4 separate regions of the Danio rerio genome follow, and regions 1, 2 and 3 are each linked to region 4. A link is a contact called in public Hi-C and HiChIP or PLAC-seq data. All regions are on one chromosome and are shown on one strand. The core of a region is the stretch at or near the end of the contact, and the rest is flanking DNA. Distances in the headings are between cores, read along the strand shown. Region 1 has its middle 210 kb from the start of si:ch211-147m20.3. Region 2 has its middle 110 kb from the start of mctp2a. Region 3 overlaps LOC141378830 (a long non-coding RNA gene). Region 4 holds the start of nr2f2 (nuclear receptor subfamily 2, group F, member 2).

Region 1 (4,057 bases), core at 1,204-3,703, 390 kb before region 4:
AGTTTACCATTAGATTTGTATGTGCTTTATTCAAAACATAACAGTAGGCAGCACACTTCTTTGTAGTTACTTTATAAAAGATTTTATGAACTTTATTTGATGCAAACACCAAAAGCGGAACTGTATTATCCAACTGGAGTGTTTAGTTTCAAATGTGCAGTAGTAGTGTTTAATGTGCAGTTACGCTCCAGCTTAAGTTTACAGAGCTCACGCCTGGTGTTTTGAAATGGTTGGAATAGATTTAATTGGAGCAGTATGTCTTTTATGGACGAGCTGTCTTTAGTTGCGTGCTTTCCCAACCTCTCGACCCGAAGGCACACACCTGGTCTGGGGTCAGGTTTCAGACTGGCTTCCAGGCTTGCAGGTCAAGACCTGGAGCTTCACACACGCTAATCCCTCGCATGGCAACATACTTGACTGAAGGGACTGGTCCAAGCACTTCCAGTCATCCTTGAAAAGTCACACACACACACAAACAGAGAGTATTTTTATAATAATTTACAAATGACAAAAAAAGTATTTATTTATTTATTTTTTTAAAATGTTTCTTTATTGTTTGTTTAACTGTCTATACAGACAAAGTTAAAATTATTAGCCCTCTTGTGAATTTTCTTTTCTTTTTCAAATATTTTCCAAATGATGTTTAACAGAGCAATTTTTTTTTCACAGTATTTCCTATATTTTTTCTTCTGTAAAAAAAATATTTGTTTTTATTTTGGCTAGAATAAAAGTAGTTTTATTTTTTTTTAATAGCCATTTTTAGGTTAATAATGTTAGCCATCTTAAGCCGTTTTTTTTGGGGGTTTGTTTGTTTATTTGTTTTTCACTTGTCTACAGAACAAACCACATATACAATGACTTACCTAATAAACCTTACTTGCCAAATCAACCTAATTAACCTAGTTAAGCCTTTAAATTGCACTTTAAGCTGAATACTATCCTGAAAAATTTAGTAAACTATTATGTACTGTCATCATAGCAATGATAAGAGAGATTCAGTTCTTAAAAATTAGTTATTTAAACTTTCGTGAAAGAAAATCTTCCATTAAAAAGGAATTGAGGGAAAATATACAGGGGCCTAATAAAACAGGAGGCTAATAATTCTGACTGATATATATACATATATATATAAAATTTTTGGACTATGGACTACACACACACACACATATATTCTCTCTCCCTCTCCATTCCTCTGTTCTTCCCCAAAGTGATGATTTAACTCTTTAAGGATGTTGAGGGTCTTTGGTGGGGCATTAGCCTGCTGAGAATTATGGGCTTAAATGAATTATGATGAGTGCATCTGTATGCACAGCCAGCCTAGTGCGCTTTCAGGATGGCAGTGTGTGTATGTGTGTGAGGGTTAGCGCACATGTGCATTTAACCCTTTAGGGACGGAGCGGCCTGGCATGTTTAAGTCTCCTGCTTGCAGTCCCTGAATGGGGTTTAAAGCATAAGGCTTGCTAATGACTCATAATGGCAGTCTTATGTGATTCACAGCCTTTGCTTTTCATGTATGTATGCTGTGAGAGAAACTGATGGCTTTCATCTAGGATTTGATAATTGAAAAGAAAACAAAAATGTTATCTTTGCTGGTGATATATTATTATTATTATTTCTTTTTTATTTAGTTATTTTTATTCTTTTTTATTTTGCCGACTATACATAAAATGAAATAAAATAAATGCTTTATTTCATATGTATTTTTTGTTTATTTAATATTAATTTACTTTATTGATTATTATTTTTATTATTCCTGTTCTTTTATATATATTTTTCTTTCTTTTGTCCCAGCACAATGTTTTTTTTTATTATTTTTTATTTATTTGTTATTTAACTTTTTTTTAAAGTAGTAATGACAATAAAACATTAATATATTTATTTATTATATTATATATAAGCAAACAAACAAACATAAATATTTCCATTTCTGCCAGGTAGCATTTATTAGTGTTTGCGAAATTAGTAAATATTAAAATAAATATAACTGCACATGCAAAGTGCGATTGCATTAATATGACAAAAAAAAAAAAAAAAATATATATATATATATATATATATATATATATATATATATATATATATATATATATATATATATATATATATATATATATATATATATATATAATCCTCTGAAAACAACCAATAATTTGCACTGCTGGCTTTTTTTTTATAATAAAAAACTGCATTTCACACACACACACACACACACACACACAAAATAACCATGCATGAACAATAACAAGGCATGTCCAGTGTGAAAGATTGGATAATGGAAGAGCAGACACATATTCCTCCAAATGGGTGAGACAGTCTAATTGGATTCATTGAGCAGAATTAGTGTCTCCCAGTTTTCACCCAGCCATCTTAAAGCCAGCTGGGTTCACAAACGCCCCTCTGCGAACTGTGACCCGTCCGACCGTCCCGTTCCTGCACACCAGGGGGAGCAGTGATACTGTAGATCCTCCGTCCACTTTCACCACTCATTGTTCCCTGCTGTGAAAGCGGCTTGCAAGACACGAAGGCTTGATTCTGTGGACAGTTTGAATAATAAAAATAGCACACCGCTAGATGTGCATCAAACTGCTCCTCTGTGGCTAGTATGTAGAGTTTGAGAATGAATGGAGGTATAGATGTTGGATGAACACATGCACCGTGTGTTCGGAGATTAGCCGCTTTAAGCTCCATTATTGTTCATCTTTTGGCTTGCTCAAACACAATGCACTGTAGGAAGGCTTTTTGTGGTTTTATTTTTGTGTTAGATTTTTTTTAACCTTTTTTCTTTATTACTTTTCTTTCTGTGGAGTTTGCATTAAAAATAAATGTACAAAATGTCTTTCATTTACATAGAAAGCATATTAAATGCAAATAGCATTTTAATACTTTCAAATACCTTTTGTTAACAAAAAAGTGACATGAAATTTTAATCTATTTTATCCTGTTGTTTTTTATGAGACTGTGTAGGTTCAGTATATTTTACTTTTATAGCAAAGTTTACTTTTATTACCTTTTAAAGTAAATTACTGGATATAATCATATAGGATGCTAAGCTAATTTTAGAAGAGAATTTCAGATGGCACTTTTAGAGGTTTTTGCTTCTGAACTCTTCAAATATCAAAATATGGATGTTTTATTTTCATTAAAGAATAACATATTTATGAGGGGGGTGGGAGTGGCATATTATGCAGATTTGTGTTTGTTAAAATAAATGCAAATCTATAAATATAAATAAACACATACAGTTGAAGTCAGAATTATTAGCCCCCATTTGATTTTTTATTATTATTATTATTATTATTATTATTATTTTAATATTTCCCAAATGATGCTTTATAGAGCAAGGTAATTTTTACAGTAGTAAGAAGAAAGTCTTATTTTTTTATTTTGACTACAGTAAAAGCAGTTTTTAATTTTTTAAAAAACATTTTAAGGACACAATTATTAGCTCCTTTAAGCTACATATATTTTTTGATAGTATACAAAACAAACCATTGTTATGCAATAACTTGCATAATTACCCAAACCTGCATAGTTTACCAAATTAACCTAGTTAAGACTTTAAATGTCACTTAAGGGTTATAAAAGTGTCTTGAAAAATATCTAGTAAAATATTATTTACTGTCATCATGGCAAAGCTTAAATAAATCAGTTAGAAATGATGTATTAAAACTATTATGTTTAGAAATGTGTTGAAAAAATTGGTAAAAAGAAAAATTGACAGCAGGGCTAATAATTCTGACTTTTACTAACCTTCCTGGCGTGTTTGGGTCAAATCTGACCAATTTACAACTTAAAATACTCATAACTATTGTGTTTTACATCTGATTGCCTCAAGGCCTTATGATATCCTGAACACTATGCACTTAAACATATAAAAGTGACCACCTCTTTCGTTGAATGTGAGTGTTTTAATCAACCGTGTTACCTCTGTGGTGTTCCCGGTCAAAAGTGACCACCATAGGAAATTAATGGGTATCCAGACTATATTCAACCATCAACCCCAGACACAGCACTCCAACTCACTCGCACACATTTCAGACTGAACAACATCTTTTGT
Region 2 (3,889 bases), core at 933-3,432, 430 kb after region 4:
TCTTCAGAAAGTCTTATTTGTTTTATTTCGGCTAGAATAAAAGCATTTTTTAAAAACATTTTAAGGTTAATATTATTAGCCCCTTTAAGCTTTATATATTTTTCTATAGTCTACATAAAAAATCATTATACAATAACTTGACTAACTACTCTATCCTGCCTAGTTAACCAAATTTAACCTAGTTAAGCCTTTAAATGTCACTTCAAGCTTTATAAAAGTGTCTTGAAAATATCTAGTAAAATATATGTTTACTGTCATCATGGGAAAGATAAAATAAATCAGTTTTTAGAAATGAGTTATTTAAACTTTTATGTTTAGAAATATGTTGAAAAAAATCCTTTCACCGGTGAACAGAAAATAGTGAAAAAAATAAACAGGAGGGCTAATAATTCTGACTTATTGAGAAATATATAAAGCATTAAGATTTATTCAAAGATTATTATCATTGACATGGTTAACTGTTGTTACTCCAAACATTAATTTAGTGTAGTTTGTGTAAATATGCTAAAATAAACTACTATAAAATACTATAGTATTCCATTACTTATTTTTTTATGTGGTTCTGATACTTCAAACTTTTGTGTCTTTACTCACCCTTATATCTTTTTCTAAACCTTTAGGACCATTTTTTAAATTCTGTTTTAAAATAAATGAGCATCCCTCTGCATGGAAAAACAAAAAATAAATTGTATTAAAACAGAAGAAAGAAATGCATACATGTGTAGGAAGAGATGAGGCTGAATGAATGACAGACCTCCATTCTTGGCCAAACATTCCCTTCAAACGCATGGTTATCCTTCTTAGATAAGAAAAATCTCCCCATAACTGGAAAAGATGTCGGCAATTTCATTGACCATTGTAACGGCGGCGGCGGCAGCAAGGAAAGGCTCTATTACCCAGGGACTCTTAATCACGGCAGGTCCCATAAGTAAAAGCCCTTATCATGTGCGAGGAACAGCGCTGCGAGTGCCTCATAGATAGAGTGGAGAGAAGCAGACATGCTCGCTCTAATTCCCTTTGACAGTCTGGGGCCTGTTTGCTACCTGGTTAAGCCCCGGCTTTTTCATTTGGTGTTTGGTATAAACTGACAAAAGGGAATATCGGCGCATACAGCTGTAGGAAAGTGGAGAGCTCTTTACGGATGATTGACAGCTCTTGTCAGTCAGTAAGAGGCACCTGCTTAGGCCCTGGCGGAGTGCGTCCTTCAAGCTGAGGCGCAGAGGTGTTGTCGTAATTATCTGGAAAAAAAAAAAAGGAAACACAATTAACAGTGAGCATTTAGCAGCGAGAGATTATTTACTGGGGCCTGTCCAACAGAGGCAGACGCAGACTTTCGCCGGTCTAGAGAGATCTGGGCTGTCCATCAAGTCGGGACGTCCAACTGGACCGATCCAATTAAATGCAAGATGATTCGGCAAAAGCAGCCCTTTCTTTCCAATAATGAAATTCCTTCAGATGATAATTGGCCAATATTGTAATATCCTCAGAGTATCCAAAGCTAAATCTTTAGTCCAAAAACGAACACCGCTGCTATTGTGTGTGTGTGTGTGTGTTCTCAAAGAGTTGCCCGTATGAGTCCTTGGTCTACAGCCATCTTCATGGGAGGTGGGTTATTCAGAGGCCACGGGCATGGAGCTTCTGATTGAGTCATTGAAGGAGTAACAAAAGCCATGAAGGCTTGCGACTGGGACAGGGGGCTGCCAGCGCTTCTCGGCACCAACACCGAACATAGACCCTCCGGGCAGTACGGGGCCGAGCTATAAGAGGCACTGCGATGAGCTACAGAACAGCCCTTTCACTCAGGAGAAGGGGAATCAAATGGGAGTCTGGCTGCGGGGTCTGAAGGTCAGCGAGCAGGTGGGCGAGAGAGGGAGAGGGGGAAGAGCGGGCGGTGTAGCGGCCCGTCACATCTGGGCCGAATTAGAAAGGTAAAACAACCGAGGCTGAAAGCAAAAGAAGGGGAGGCATGTGTGAGGATGTGAAAGACAGATCTGCTTTCCAAAGTAAGACCAGGTTAGCGAGGCAGCAGGGGGCCCAGATGAAAGTGATTAAGCGGCCCGGCTTTGAGAAGCAGGTGCCCCTCTGCTGGAGAGAGCTTCCCCTACACGTCTAACCACAGACCCACAGTGTTTACACTACCTACCGTCATGCTGCTCCATGACTCACTGAGAGACAACCTGGAAAATGATCAACGTCAAAGCTTTTGCTGCACTTTAAATCATCTGCCTTGCGGAGCGCAACCAGACGCGCTATTTCAGACTTGAATTGGAGTATTACTGGTACTCTGAACTTGAATATTAATATCCTAATATAATAGTATTAAATTAGGCAAGAAAACAAAGTGGCTGCTATATACAGAGTTTCTGCAGATATCACAATGTCAAATTTAAGACTTTTAAAGACCTTTTTAAGACCATTAATTATTAAATTTAAGACCTTTATCACAATATCAAAAACACACATACACAAAGAGAAAATGCAAAAATTACAAAATTAGTGGCAAATAAATGTATTTTAATTGTACAGTACTAAAGACAGGTTAGATGCACCATTGAACTACAGACAAAACAAACTAACATCTTAATGCTTATTTATACTTTCGCCTGGCGCCACATCACGCACCTCAAGAAACGGACAAGCCTTTTAAACTTGATGCATTCGCCATTGAGATATTTTTTTTTAAATGAAAGGGGGTCGGTCAAAAAAAAAAAGTTAAAACAGTTAAATCAGACAAATAAAAAGAGAAGTAGAAAGTTTCCGGAACAAGGTCATATCATTAATATCATTGAAGATTTTTCAGGGGGACTCTTTTTTTTTTTTTTTTTTTTTGTTTTAACAAACTTATCCCTCAGGTTTTTCCAAACTTTCATAAAAACTTTCCTCCTTTCCCACTGCTGTTGAAATTTCAAGCCAAGAATTATCGGTCATCTGGTTATCTTTATGATCACGCATGGATGGATCATAGAGATGTATGGAGTATATCTGTTTCAGACAAAAACTCTTCAAACTGTTTGATATTCAACTCAAATCAAATGTGGCGCCATGCAAACTGTTGATCAGAGTCTAAAAAAATTCCATAAATTTCACTATGGCGTTATTTCACTGACAAATGACGTGAGCGCAGTATTACAACTCAAGTGCGCACTTATGTATAAAGAGCAAGCAAATTTCTTTGCTCGTGCACGGATTTCTGGTTTGTGGACAAAACTGCTGTAGATTTTTTATTTTTATTTTTTACAATATTGTGTATATTATACTACAATTCACCACACTTTACTGTAGTAAAACGACACTGTATTTTATCAGTTCACTATTCTTAATACTACAGTATGCTGAAGCATCTCTGGAGAGCAAAAGCACGAACGGAGGAGGAAACACAAGACAAAAAAATTGTGAGTCCGCATTGTCCGATGGAGCGAGAGCAGATCATTCGCACATGAGCTGCCAGTGTTTTAAGAGCTCGCGAGCAGTTTTGTCCATGAACAGAGGGAAACTGGCGCGTGAGCAAAGAGATTCGCTCTCGTATTACATGGATGCGCTGCAAACTTGTAATAGTGCGCTTAAGACATTTGTCAGTGAAATAACGCCATACTCCACCAGGCGAAATCATGTGGCACGCACCCACAGTGAACCTTCGCAAAGACAGCAATGACGTCACATTCGCCCTGCGCACTGAGTTAATAACAGAAAGCTGATTGGCTATTGCAAGTTGACCTCATTTAAAGTTGTAATACCGTAAATTACAATTGGACTAGTGAAATAAAGATCTACAACACCACAAAAACCTAGCAACAACAACAAAAAACTATTTAAAAGAAACACTAGATGGAGCATTACATGGACATTGGAAAAGTAAGACTTGTGCAAAAATATTTAAGAACAGTGAATT
Region 3 (3,533 bases), core at 525-3,024, 270 kb after region 4:
ATATATAAATAAATCCAGCCAAAAAGACACAACTGTCAAAGAGCCTCATCTCTCCAGACTGAGGGGACGTACAGGCAGCGATCTTTTTCCACTCGCTTTGTGTTTCATCTTTTTTTTTTTCTCCTGCTGTATTTTTCAACAGCATCCCGAACGCTCTTGGGCCCATGGAAGCCCTGTGGTCAGGTTTTATCAGTGAGTTAACTCTACAGAAGTGGGCCAGATCAATACATGCATTCTCTGAGAGACGGGGTGCAGTTGGAGCCTTGTGGAAGTAGATATGTGTGTGCGTACGAGTGCCTTCAGGAGCAGATCGATGGGCTGACAGGGGCTCCGCTTTGTTCTCACACAGTGCTCAGATGTTCGACGTGCTTTACATGATTGCTTAAAGGTTTTTGTTTGCCGTCTTGTTTGTTTGCTACATCCTTTTTTCTGTCTGCTTATTCTTCATTATGCACTTTGCCAGCACAGCCGAGTTTACAACTAGTTATTGTTTTTATTGTCAGGTTTCCTCTTTGCACCTTCATAATAAAAGACTTCAGATATTCGGCTCTACAGAACAATGGGGAACGCTTGTATTCTTGGAAAGTAAAGCATTGGGAATCTGAGCACAGTGCTGCATGTCAAAGACTATTGGTAATTGTGATTCACAGTTGACCCAGTGCTAAACCCCACCTTTCAATGCTCCTGACCAGTCCATCCATAGCAACTGTTGCCATCCGACTTGCCATTTTTATTAAGAACATTTAGTCAATTTTTGGTATGATTTTGTGAACCACAATTTAATAGAAATTGCCAGCAATGGAAGTAATATTTTCCATGCTGATAAATCTTTAATACAGCATAGTAACTAAAGTTTAGAGTATCATAGTGAATATGTTGTCCTGTAGAAGTGTTAGTAGCCAGGCTTTTCTCTTTTCAGTTGAATGTGAGAAGCATTTAGCTAGCTTTATCAGTCTCTACAGCTCTATTAACAGACTCCTTTTAATGGTGCTATTTAGTAATTTAATCATTTTCCCAGATAAAAGTGCTCAATTCATGTCACAATTAATTCCTCTTCAGTTTTTTAACAATTTTACTGTAAATAATGCTGCTCAGTTGTCACCACTTGTGATTGCAAAATGCAATTTACTCCAATTTGTGACAGATTTTAGGATAGTGTAAATTTAGCAGTAAAAACTTTACAAGAATACTTAAATGATTCCTTAAAAGAAGGTATCTTAATTGTAACATGCTAAATAGCAATACCTTTTCAAGCTATTTTCAAAATAATAAGCAAAATGAACCAGCCTCTTTTTCACGAAATCACATCTGAGATGTCATCCAACAAAATTCGCCCACTCCACTTCTAAACAACTGTCATAATAAGTGCTTGCGAAAGTGGCTGAAGCTTGAGAATAAGTGTCCGCATACTTGCTGTGCACAATTCTTCATCTGAACAACTATTTTCGTCCACCGACAGGGTTGGCCTTTGACATCTTTTGAGTCTAAAGAATTTTTTTTTTGCACCAAATTCACCCACTTTCACCGTGGCCTGCATGGTCACCTAAAGCAAGTTAAGCACTTGCCTCTCTAAATAAGCTTCCTGAAATTACTTCTAATAAGAACTTGTGTGTATAGGCTGGCCCTCCACTGAAAGGCGTTGACCGCCGAGGACAAGTAGATGTCAATAGATCTTGTCTCCAAGCCTGTGGGACTTTAAGAAGCATGAGCTCTTCTTCAGGCCTTAATAAGACAGCACAGATGCGCCCTTGTCTGAACACGGCCTCTGTGTCTTATTGTACTTTGGCCTCACAACCACGGAGCCCCCTAACAGGGCAGGGCCGGGACCGCGTCGGCTGTGTAAGAGGGTCTCATTAAGAGAGGCAAACGAAAACCGGGGTCAAGGTACATAAAGGTGCCCTGAGCTAAGGAGCATGCCGCTAAGATGAGCTAGGAGCTTCTCCACAGTTCAGGGCCTCACCTCCAGACCCCTGGCCCTCCCCGCCGTGACCTCCTATCTCTAGCATTATTTGATGAAGCAGAGCTTGATAATTATTTTGCGTGGATGGAGAAGAGGGCAAGGGTGTGAAAGGAGAATGTCATTCGGAGGGAAAGGATAGCAGGGGATGACAGAGAAGAGAAAGAAAACCAGAAGAGGAGAGTAGAGAGAAGAGAAAAAAAGATCAAAAGCAGGCCTTTCGCTTTTCATGCCTCAGAAGGCTCCAAAGAGGATAAGGAACAATCAGGCCTTGGGTCTCCTGTCCTCTCTAGCAATTAGACTCAGCTGATGAAGTGAATAGGATGAATGGCAGGGTTCAAGGCCTTTCTAGGATTCACACAACAGGGTGTGTTTTTCCCCTTCTCCTCCTTTATCTCTTTCTCCCCTCCGAGTGGCACAAATGCAGCTGAAATATTTCCAAATGAAGACAATGTGGTCCAAGGTGCCAAATCTTAATCACGGTGGCTGATGAGACTGAAGAGGAGAAAGAAAAGAGGGGAGGGAGGGAGAGAGGGTGTGAGAGCTGCTCAGGAGAACAAACACATACATTCAATGCAGTGCATCTTTGCACCTTATCAAACCACCTCCTCAACACCGCCGCCACCCCCCAAAAAAGGATTTACGTCTCAAAATCCCCTTTGTGCATTTGCTGTTATTGGGCTATACCAAAGAAAACAAATAAGAGAGCAGGGAAAAATGTATCTCTCCCATCATGACAATCGCCACAGTCCTGTAGACTTGAATGCACCTCGCAGATGGCGCTTTGTCTGAAACTGATAGTACCCTGGAAATCTGGACAAGAATGTACTGCGTATAAAGATTCTAGGCATTCTAGTACAGATAGTATTGCCTTTACCACTCAATCCCGGAAATAAAATGCCACATTGTAAATCCACAGACGCTCCGTAACGACGAGGGCTGACGAAATTCGGCAAAATCCGCAATAACAATAAACACAACAATCAGTCTCCTTTTAACCTTTACTCCTTTTTTTCTAGATCATTCCTCCTATTCTATTTCATTTAACCCAAACTTAATTTACCATGAGCGCAAGGCTTTTTTCCCACCAACCCCTCTGGTGTGTTTTTTCAGCCATTCCTAATACAGTATATGGCAGTAAGTGGCTCCGGAGGCCCGGTCTATGCCGCCACACTGCACTAAAACCTTAAGATGCTTAGTGATATTCTTTAATCTGGCCCACTGATAATGTGTTTAAAGGAGCAATTCAGCTTTCCAAACTTTGAGGGTTCAAAGTCTCTGAGGCATGGGGTCAGAATGCCAATGAGCTAAATAAAGAGTAGCCAGAATGGGCTTTGGGGAGGATTTGAAACTTGGGCTTCTCAATCTCTTTGATCTAAATAGAGTTTCAGGCCACAATGATGCAGAATATCAAATGCTAAGAACTGCGACTCGGCCCCCATTTGCTGTGTTTGGTATGTTGAATGCACAGAATGCTCAATAGTGTTTATATAATGGGCTTATTTCGGTGGTACATTTGGGTAGGGGACATTTTTTGTGGCACTGCTGAAGAGAAGAGAAGAGAAGAGAAGAGAAG
Region 4 (3,499 bases), core at 707-3,206:
GCGTAGACCTACAAACGCACCTCTGCAACGTCCAAGTCAATTAGAAGGAAATCTCAAAAGCATTAATCAGATTAAAATAGGCGCATGTTACTTTGGTGTATGTGAGAGGCGAGCGACCGATGTAGTTTCCATTTAAGATGGCTCTTCCACCTTAAAGAGCGATTCCAGGCAGAAATAATCCAAACGCTAGGAGGCGCCCATATACTGCTGTACGTCCAGTCTCTTCTGCATTTTTCCTCCGAGGCAGCATATGCTGTGATTTAGCACTGTACATTTTTCAGTGGACCCAACTCCGACAACCCATGGTGATACAGAAAGTAGACTTCAACAAGCGAGCTTTAAAAATGTGCTCTGACTTATAACCCGAGGAGCGAGAAGGGAGACACCTTATTTGACCACCCCGAGGCTCCCAGCTAACATCTATGTCAATTAACATAAGACTTCTGGGCTTCTTGTTTTTTCGCTGACCGTCATTTATCTTATGTTTAGGCGTTTTTCGAATGTATTGAGGGTTTCCTTATATCCATGTGATCCATGCAAGAATTTCGTGGAATAATTTATTAAATTATTTTGTAAGGTATATACGTGGTATTCCAAGGCCCTAAAAACATAGTAATCCTAAAATCTATAAGAAAACGTTGAATGCACCATTTATATATAAATAGCTAAGAACTGTTTGACCTTCGTTTTTAGGCTACCTCTAAATCTTTGCAATGCAATCAAAGTTGTCAACCAAAATATTTTTCAGGTGACTATTATTTTTATGGGCACACTCGTCATGTGTACGAAAGTTACATTAATATAAATTGATTCTGCTTTTGCAAACAATATATTAAATTGTGCTGATAACGGTATACGGCGTCAGTAGTAGCCTAATCAGTTATCCTTTTTTTGTGTACATGCACTAAAGACAGTCGATTTAAACATAAGACTAATGCATAAGTATTAGCCTACGAAAGTTTTATAGCTCATTTAGACTAATTTAATGAATACAGGCCCTATATAAATAAGTATGTGAATGCTCAAATTTATGATAAAATAAAGCAATTCTATATATATATATATATATATATATATATATATATATATATATATATATATATATATATATATATATATATATATATGCACCCTGTATTTAGTATTTTTAATATTATTCATTTAACAAGCTTTTCTCCTGTATTGCTTACAAAGTAGCATCTTGCGCGTCTTTGACATATATCTTGATTACAGTGTAAAGTGCTCGAACTTACATCAATAGTCTCTCGCGTATGTTGCTTGTTCCCTCGTGAACGCTCTCTGTTTTAAATGTATTTGTCGGTGCAATATTGACTTGATGAATGATATGCAGTTTCATGATTTATAACGAGGCGTTAATGCGGATTAATGGATTAATGGAACTGACCAAATCACACACGTTGCGGTCAGTCTATAGAGTGAATGGTGTGCAAGGCAAGTGGCAAGAACAAAAAATAAATAAATTTTGAATGGCAGTAATATCACTATCACGGACATATATTTCTTATCGTTTTGTGGTCAGATTAGAGGGACTGTAGCCTATAATTTAATATAGATTTACTTACATTTTTATAACATTTATTTTTAAAAATAAATGGATCTCTGGAGTGTGGAAACGGTGATAAAATATACGTCAAACGTGTATTTTATTTGAAACAAATAAAAAATATGACTGCATGTATTGCGATCATTTTTCCACGGAACTGTGTGCTTCTCTCTTTAGGACCAAGCGGCTCCTCGACCCTTATTCCTGGCTTTGGCAAAGAACCAAGTAGCACAAGTGCCGACTAGCCAATAGGGTTCAGGGGGAGGTCCGTGAGCTCTGACCAGTCAAACACAGTCACTTTCCATATATGGCAACTCATCTCCATGGTAACGTGTGCTAAGTTGCAGCAGTCGTGTCAAAGTTCACTATATAGAGAGCTCAGTGAGCTGATCAGAGAGAAAGCATTCTGCCAGCCCAGCGCCTACAAATCGCAGTCACTTCCTAACCTCCCCCTTTTTAACATATTTGATCACTTTGATTCTCTGTTCTCTCTCTTATTATTTTTACGCGCATGAAGGAGGTTCTATAGGTTGTGATCTTTTTGTTTTATTATCGGTCCTGCTTGCCGGAGAGTTGACTTCATATTTGACTCGAGCACAGGCTGCAACTGCGCGCGGCTGCTAGCGCTACCTCATTTGAAGAAAAGGAAGAAGCGGCAATATTTTTTGCCAGTTGTTGGTTTTCTACAAGACTTTACGCTGGAACTTCTCTTGTGTCGCAAGTATCTTTGAAAGCTGCGTGTCTCTGTGCGTCCGAACATCGCTCCACGCGTGAACTTGTTCGTCCTGCTCTGTTCGTATCTTCTTCCGCAGTGTTTATTTTCCATTTTTTTCCTTGATGGGTTTACTGGATGGATGACTGCAAGTGCCCCTGGACTTGGCCTCTAAGAGCAAGGCTGCTATTCGGCTTGCTTCAATTTTAACCACATGCCAGGTAACGCTATTTCAGTCAAGAAATAGACTACTGTTTCTCGTCGGTGCGCAACTTTGAACGGACATTCAGACTCTAACCGACCGTGCCGATCCTGAATTATTTATTTTACCCTCCTAAGTGATAGAGGCACCGTGCTGCGATATTATTTTTTTAAACAAAGCATTCCGAAACCAAAAACGGGGAACAAAAAGTTTTTTTAACGTTGACTGATAGATATGGCAATGGTAGTGTGGAGAGGCTCCCAGGACGATGTGGCCGAGACCCATGGCACCCTCTCATCGCAAACCCAAGGAGGACTATCCCTTCCGACCCCTCAACCAGGCCAGCTGGGTCTGACGGCCTCTCAGGTTGCCCCTCCGACCCCTCAGACACCCGTTCAAGGACCCCCGAACAACAATAACAACACACAGTCAACCCCGACGAACCAGACGACGCAGAGCCAGTCGGAAAAGCAGCAGCCACAGCATATAGAGTGCGTGGTTTGCGGGGACAAATCCAGCGGTAAACACTATGGCCAGTTCACTTGCGAGGGGTGCAAAAGCTTTTTCAAACGGAGCGTACGAAGGAACCTCACTTACACATGCCGTGCCAACAGGAATTGTCCCATTGACCAGCACCATCGCAATCAGTGTCAGTACTGCCGCCTCAAAAAATGCCTCAAAGTTGGCATGAGACGGGAAGGTATTCGGATTTTTGTTGTTTTACTGCTGTCTTTGTCTTTGTCTTCTGTATTTAGCCTGACTTAATCGCGCATGCTTCTTCCTGTATTTTATCCCCGACTCCTCTCTCTCAATCTGCCCGTCCACAGCATGCGAAGGAACCGCCTATAGCGCTCGAGACTGAGCGTTATCACGGCGCCCTTAATGCTCGAATAAAGAACACCCTCTCCTTAGCGACTATTTCGCATTGCACATGTTCGCAGCTTTAAACTAACCATTGCTTTTATTAGGCGACGAAAACATGGGTATTTGTCTTTATTTTTATAATCACTGCAGATATGCC

Evidence for each region. Hi-C and Micro-C count contacts between places; a contact is called where the count stands out from the background. HiChIP or PLAC-seq counts read pairs in DNA pulled down with a chosen protein or histone mark.
Region 1: a Hi-C map of fibroblasts shows a contact between it and region 4, with 7 times the contacts expected there. The contact joins the enhancer-like site here to the promoter of nr2f2 in region 4. A contact is called at or near these places in 7 of 18 Hi-C or Micro-C datasets (caudal fin, embryo, fibroblasts and 2 more) and 2 of 4 datasets of contacts at active chromatin or transcription factors (caudal fin and embryo).
Region 2: a contact with region 4 is called in an H3K4me3 HiChIP or PLAC-seq map of embryo, with 2.3 times the contacts expected there. The contact joins the enhancer-like site here to the promoter of nr2f2 in region 4. A contact is called at or near these places in 4 of 18 Hi-C or Micro-C datasets (caudal fin, embryo and an unstated tissue) and 2 of 4 datasets of contacts at active chromatin or transcription factors (caudal fin and embryo).
Region 3: an H3K4me3 HiChIP or PLAC-seq map of embryo shows a contact between it and region 4, with 6 times the contacts expected there. The contact joins the enhancer-like site here to the promoter of nr2f2 in region 4. A contact is called at or near these places in 6 of 18 Hi-C or Micro-C datasets (caudal fin, embryo, fibroblasts and 1 more) and 3 of 4 datasets of contacts at active chromatin or transcription factors (caudal fin, embryo and pancreas).

Annotation. Positions count from the first base shown.
Region 1 is chr18:25,686,892-25,690,948 of GRCz12tu, reverse strand. No RefSeq gene overlaps it. Among named protein-coding and RNA genes, the nearest start is that of si:ch211-147m20.3, 210 kb to the left of the region's middle. Within about 2 kb of position 2,453, at least 8 of the 62 cell types and tissues checked have an H3K27ac peak or open chromatin away from gene starts, as enhancers often do.
Region 2 is chr18:24,868,929-24,872,817 of GRCz12tu, reverse strand. No RefSeq gene overlaps it. Among named protein-coding and RNA genes, the nearest start is that of mctp2a, 110 kb to the right of the region's middle. Within about 2 kb of position 2,182, at least 6 of the 62 cell types and tissues checked have an H3K27ac peak or open chromatin away from gene starts, as enhancers often do.
Region 3 is chr18:25,024,667-25,028,199 of GRCz12tu, reverse strand. It overlaps LOC141378830 (a long non-coding RNA gene), which reads right to left. Exons shown (of 2, transcript XR_012394315.1): 2 at 800-2,452. Among named protein-coding and RNA genes, the nearest start is that of mctp2a, 270 kb to the right of the region's middle. Within about 2 kb of position 1,774, at least 3 of the 62 cell types and tissues checked have an H3K27ac peak or open chromatin away from gene starts, as enhancers often do.
Region 4 is chr18:25,297,548-25,301,046 of GRCz12tu, reverse strand. nr2f2 (nuclear receptor subfamily 2, group F, member 2) reads left to right here and starts at 1,956. Exons shown (of 3, transcript NM_131183.2): 1 at 1,956-3,178. The coding sequence starts at 2,713. It overlaps LOC100536923 (a long non-coding RNA gene), which reads right to left and starts at 130. Exons shown (of 4, transcript XR_012394318.1): 1 at 1-130.